Regions from separate parts of the Mus musculus genome. Here region 1 is linked to region 2. A link is a contact called in public Hi-C data. All regions are on one chromosome and are shown on one strand. Each heading gives the region's core, a stretch centred on a gene start, on an enhancer-like site or on the middle of the called end of the contact. The rest is flanking DNA. Distances are from core to core; before and after follow the strand shown.

Region 1 (3,126 bases), core at 229-2,728, 62 kb before region 2:
GCCAGACCTCTCTTTCTTGGGGCCTACCTTCTTCCTGTGCACCATAGCTAACTACTACCCAGGGTCCCGCGGGCCCTCACCTCCCTTTCAGAACGTGAAACTCCTGAAGCTGAGGCCACCCCATGCCCTTTAGGGTCTCATCCTCTCTATTTCCATCCACCCTCCTGACACCATCTTCGCTTGCCACTCTCTCCCATCTTGTCACCACCTCTACCTTATTTTCTCAGATACTAGGCCCCCTCCTGTTACCCCCCCCCGCTGGTCACCCCCATTTATTTATATCACCTATTCCTCCTATTCACTCTTCTGTCGGCCATCTCTAGACCTCCAAATCTGACACCTCTGCCCATCGCCTCTCTTTATCACCCCCTCCAACTCGGTCCCCTTCCTCTCCCTGTCACCCTGATCTAATCCTGTTACCCCTCCATTCCTGTTATCAGTACTCTCCCCTAGTTGCTCCTTTTCTGTCACTCCCCACTTCCTACCACTTCTTCCACTCTGTCACCCCTTCCCACACCATTCCGCCCACCTCTTTTGCCCTGTACCCCTTTCCCGTCCCTGCCACCTGTCCCCTCTCGGCCTCCAGCTCCCCTCCACCCCCACGCAGTGTCAGCCCTAGCCCCGCCCTTCACCTCGGGCTCCGCGGGGTTTCGGGGCGGGGGGCCGTGGCCCCGGCTCAGTCCGGTCCGGTCCCTCCCCGCCCCCCCTCCGGCTCTCCCTCTCGATTCTCCCTTTTTTTTTTACTCCAACACACAAAATGGTGAATGGACCTGCAACAGCTGGAGCAACCAGCCAATAAACGGCCACAACCCCGGTGACCGGCGCCAACCTAGACCAATAGATATTCGCTGTCTAGTCGGCTCCGCCTATCATCCGCAAGCGACACTTGCTACCACCAATTGCGCTCTTCCGGCAGCGCCAAGGGGCGGGGTCAAATTCCAAGACCGGCCTCCCTCCGGGACCGACACCAACCTAAGCCTACGACTGCCTGATCTGCCTAGAACTCTACCTTACAACAAGTAATGGACACCTCCTTTAACCAATTAACAGACTATTTATATGCCGAATGACAATTACAGTACCCAATCACCATCCATCTTAAGCAAGAAACCACCCCCTGCGAGGGACAGTAACCAATAAAATGAAGGGAGGCGGGACTAAAGGATATGCCCTCCAATAAACAAGCTCGAGAGGCGTGGCCCGAGGGTTTGTTGACCAGCTGAACGCAATGCCTGCTGGGAATAGTAGTCTTCTTCTGTATCCGGCCCGTAGTCAGAAGCATAAGTCAGACTACAACTCCCATGTGACAGAGTGCATGGAGCTCCAAAGAACCCGGGCGAAGAGAAAAAGTCGGAAAGGGCAGCTCCTCCTGAGTCTCGCTGGACACTGGGAACATCTTAGACCCAGGGCCCCGACTCACCCGGATTGCTGGCTCTGGCGTCGCCAGTGGCTCCTCGCTGAGGCGGCTGTAGCGGCACGAGGGGGAGGTGCAAAGAGCAGCCAACCGACACCCGCGAGCCCCGCAGCCAATCAGCAACGGCAGGGGCGGTGCAATGACCTCACCGGTTCTACTCTCTTACCCCTCCCCCACGTGGTTGTTGGTGCTGGTAAACCAGAGTAGAGAAGTTTGGGGTAGGGGGATGGGAGGAGAACTAGTGATGTCACCTTTCCTCTGCATGATTGGCTGTCGGGTGGCCGGACTACGGCCAATCAACAGTCTCAAAAAGTCTGGCGCGGCCCCGCGGAAAGCCCTGTTGCCACCAGAAGGAGAGAGGACCTGCGGTTGTAGGGTAGCGCGCTCTGCAGTACTGGCAACCCGCGTGGCCTGTGGCCGTGATGTCAACTCCAAGACTTTTTGATTTTAGGACGGCGCACTTTTCTGATCGCACCCTCCAATCTCCAAACTTTTCTTTTGCGTCACTTCCTGGGGTTTCACACTTCATTCCGAAGGCGAATAGCCCTATGGCTTTTCACACCTGAGGAAAGATGTGTAAAAATCTTGGGGTGGGTGTCACACCGGAGGTGAGGAGAAGAGCATGTGCCACATACCCTCTGAGGCATAGACAGCTGTTGCCCCGGTGCCGAGTTTACACCAGGTGTGACTATCCCTAGCTTCAGTCTTCCCATCAGGTTTCCCTTGGATCAAAGGATAATGGAGAATGGTGTACTCCTCCTCTAATGAAGGTTTCTCTTGCATATGATGGATACTCAAGACTGTAATAGTGAAACACACACACACACACACATCTGGTCTATTGTAGCACATCTTACTGTTGGTGCTGGTTAGTTTTTAAGTTGACACAAGTACCAAATCCTGACATAGAGTGAACCCCAATTGTCTCCAAAAGATTGCCCTGTAGGCAAGTCAGTGCAGTACTATCTTAATTAGTGGTTGGTGTAGGAGGGTCCAACCCATTGTGGGTGGGTGCAACCCCTGAGAAAGTGGTCCTGGGAAGCAGGCGAAACAAACCATGGAGAGCAAGCCATTATGAAGGGTTCTTGCATGGCTTCCCCATTGAATTCTTGCCCAGAGTTCCTGCCCTGACGCCCCTTCAGATGGGCTTGATGAAATATAAGTTGAGATAAACCCCTTTCTCATTGAGCTGCTTTTAGTTATTCTGCTTTCCTTATGCTTGCACTATGCTCTGTAAGAGAATGTTCTGGGATATATGGCTGCTTCACATAGGACATGCAAAAAGCACCCATTATCTATGGCACTTACAGTGAGGCAACTTCTCGATATCTACAGGAAGTTCCCACCGTGCCGCAGACCCTATTGATCCCTTGTCTGCATGGAACGGGTCTCTAGTCTCAGGTGGGCAAGGAGTCAGCGGGAATGGATGGACAGACTCAACACAAGGGAGTGTGGATCTGAATGTAATTTGTCAAATTGAGCATCAAACTTTTTATACAGAAGAAAATAGGGAAGATGGGTGACACCAGCAAGGTACAAAGAGGTTACTGGATTCTTACACAAAACAGAGGAATGCAAACACGGAAGAACTGGCAGGAACCAACTGAGATAAAATTCTGTTAACAACTGGGATCAGAAACAGCTCCACCTAAGGTCCACTTAATCTTAGAAGCCAGGGGCTTGTGCCCTTGCCATAGTTCCTACTCTAGTCT
Region 2 (2,889 bases), core at 386-2,885:
AACCCTGCTGTCAGTGACCTTCCCCACAGCTGGTGATGGCCCTAAGCTCTTTTCTCTCTGGCAGACACACCACCCTTCCCATGTCTCTGGTCTTCCTGGCTAATCCAGTGTCTACCTCACACTTCACTTCAAGTGCCATTTTCTAGAACGGAACTCTAAGGTCCCTGCCTATCGTCTTCCCGCCTGGCCTTAGAATGCCCTGTAATTTCATGTTTATATATGCTTGTGTGAGAGGCAGCCGACAGGGTTGGGCGGTTAGTAGCTTGGGCTCAGAACAGAGCTGGTCACCTTGGATAGAATTCTGGAATGGTCCAGCTTGATGATTCAACCTCTGGGCCCCAGTTTCCTCATCCACAGAAGGGAGGCTCAGCATCGCCTCGTAAAGCCGTGGACATGATCAAAGGGCTCAGAGGGCCAGGTGCATGTGTCTGGGGCAGCCAGAAGAGAGTCCACGCAAGTGTCACTTGTTCATGCTGGCTCAGGGTTGAGGAGAGGCTGTGTGGTGAGCAGGTGATTCAGGGCCAGGGTGGCACTGCGGTGGGTGGGGCTCATTGTTGGAGCGTCTTGTCCCTCCCTTTCCTGTGATCTATTTCCAGGTCGGAGGTGGACTGTGCTCTGGTAGGTAGAGTGTTTCCTCATTTGTAATGGCAGTAATGACGGGACCCTTAGGATTAGATGGGGTAAGACAGGAAAAGCCCCCAGGGGTGGGCCTGGCCTGGGAGGGGAGGGCTAACAGTGGGCAGCTTGTCTCTGCCCCACCCATGGCATGCCCTTCTTCATCCTTGGATGCCTGATACTCTGTAAACACCTGGTGAGAGACTGTCCAGCGTCTCTGTTCCACCTTCCCGGGGACGAGCACTCTGAGCAGTAGATGGCTGGTTTCCATGTTTGTTGAGTAACCTGCACTATGGGAGAGGATCAGGGAAGGGCCTGGCTGGGCTGGGCGTGGTGCCTTATGCAGTGCTTTCCTGGGCGAGTTGGCGTGTTCAAGGCACAGGAGGTGGCCGGATCATTCTGTGAGGGTGTAAGGGGAAAGCAGAGTGTGGAAAGGAGGGGCAGGGGTGGTCGAGTTGGTAAAGGAGGAGATTGACTGGACCCAGTGGAGAGGCGGAGGGCCTAGGTAGGGTCACGTGGGGAGAGAGGTGGGTTTCGAAATCACAGTTCCTGATTCTGTGACCTTCGTGTGCTGTGAGCCCCTGAGCCCGGCACTGTACCAGTTGCTCCATTTAATCCTCGTGACTACCGTGCAGCAGGGACCTCTTGTTTGTTTGTGTTTTTCAGATGGGGAAACAGGCTCAGAGAGGTGAGGTCACATGCCCAAGGCCCACAGCTAGAGCGTGGCAGAGCTGGGACTCACTTTCAGGTGTGTGGGACCCCACCAGCTGCCTCTGGCTCTGCCTCTGCCCAGCCCTGTGTGGCCTTGGGCAGCTTCTGACTCCCCCACTCCCATGGTCCCCACCCTCAGTTGGGAAGTGTGGTCAGAGGCTTTTGGGAGGCAAGGATGGGGGCCCAGAGGGCTTATCTGGCCTTGAGGATGAGGGTAGCTGGGTCCACAAGCAGCCGTGGGAGCTGAGGCCGACCCCTCCAGGCTGAGTTCTCTGGGCCTCCAGGGGACAGGATGCGGTTCCCCTCAAGGTAGAAAGAGGAAGGCTTTGGGGCGGGGGGAGGAGGAAGTGAGTGTGGTAAAAGGTCATCTGTGGTGCTGGGGACCTGCCTTCCTGCCTTTTACTCTTTGCTCTCTGTTGAACGGCTGTGAAAGGTGACGGCTCCCACTGCGGTAGAACCTTCTTCCCAGGGCTTCGATTTCCTTTTGGGTTGAAGGTGGCCCTTGACTTCCGGGTTGGGGCATGTCCAGGGTCAGTCACAGCTGTCGGCCACTGTGGTTTCAGGAATAGACACTGAGTTGCAGCCTCCTCACTGGCTCTGTGCTTTCTGTCCCTTCTTGTCTTTGTTATATTCTCATTAACAGCCCTTCAGGCAGGGACTGTGCCCTGGTCTAGGTGAGGACCGGTGTTTACATAGGCTCTGATTTGCCCAGGGGTACTGCTGTCTGGATCCAGGAGTCCCTGCCAGGCTGTGTGACCTTGGACTCCACTTCAGATCTGTAAATGGAGTGTATAGGGGCCTGCCTCACAGGCCTGTGTGTGGCTTGAGCTCTGACTCACACACTTGGAGGTCGTGATGTTTGGCAATTGTTGATGCTATAGAACTATTGGTTGCTGTGGTCCCTAAGCATAGCTGAACCTGACACGACCGTGTCCCAGTAGAGAGGTAATAAGCCCAAACCCATGCTTGCAGCGACTCTTAGAGAACTGTCTTTGTCCCCTTCGCAGAGGTGTTACCTCCTTTGGGCAAGTGCAGGTTTAGGCTAAATGACAGGAACTAACCTTAAAGTGTTTAAGGGAGAGTGGGGAACAATGGCGGTGCCTGCCGGTCCAGTGGTGGTATCTGCTGGTCCTGATGGTTCTTCCTGCTACATGATGGACTCAGGGATCTCTTTCCCTCTGCTGTTGGCTCCGTGTGGGCTTCATTCTCCTCCCTGGGTGTCCTGGTAGCCCTTAGCAGCCCTGGGCTAACCCTGTCATCTAAGAATACTGTACCCTCAGCAGAGCTGGGTCTCCTGGGCTTTGCTGAGGCCCCTTGCTCCCTGAAGCTTGTAGGAGGATGGGCTGTGTTTGATCTGAGATTCTCTCTGTGTGAGAGGTGGGTATGAGGCTGGCTGCCGAAAGCCAGGTCCCTTGGCTTATGCATTGGTTCATTCACAGACACAAATACTGAGCTCTGTATGCCCAGGGTGTGTGCCTGAGCCACACACCAAGTCCTTCAGGGTGTTGCTACCTGGGGAACTCGGGATGCTGCTGCTGGAGTAGGTTAGAAGACAACATGTGC

The links. A called contact is a pair of places that touch in the nucleus more often than the background predicts.
Region 1: a Hi-C map of T follicular helper cells shows a contact between it and region 2, with 2.3 times the contacts expected there. The contact joins the promoter of Cic here to the enhancer-like site in region 2. A contact is called at or near these places in 11 of 39 promoter capture datasets (the C10 cell line, the HPC-7 cell line, cranial neural crest and 8 more), 2 of 15 datasets of contacts at CTCF or cohesin (CD8 T cells and large pre-B cells), 33 of 484 Hi-C or Micro-C datasets (B cells, the Ba/F3 cell line, the C2C12 cell line and 25 more), 24 of 115 datasets of contacts at active chromatin or transcription factors (the 230-238 cell line, CD8 T cells, the HPC-7 cell line and 14 more) and 4 of 9 other capture datasets (adipose tissue, embryonic stem cells, liver and 1 more).

The regions. Positions count from the first base shown.
Region 1 is chr7:25,266,051-25,269,176 of GRCm38.p6, reverse strand. Cic (capicua transcriptional repressor) reads right to left here and starts at 1,478. Exons shown (of 21, transcript NM_001302811.1): 1 at 1,421-1,478. Gm45974 (a long non-coding RNA gene) reads left to right here. Exons shown (of 3, transcript XR_001778066.2): 3 at 780-844.
Region 2 is chr7:25,204,282-25,207,170 of GRCm38.p6, reverse strand. The region is part of intron 4 of Dedd2 (death effector domain-containing DNA binding protein 2); the gene reads left to right. Among named protein-coding and RNA genes, the nearest start is that of Mir7048, 12 kb to the left of the region's middle. Within about 2 kb of position 1,635, at least 92 of the 459 cell types and tissues checked have an H3K27ac peak or open chromatin away from gene starts, as enhancers often do. A contact at or near this core is called in B cells, the Ba/F3 cell line, CD8 T cells and 15 more, where this site is marked.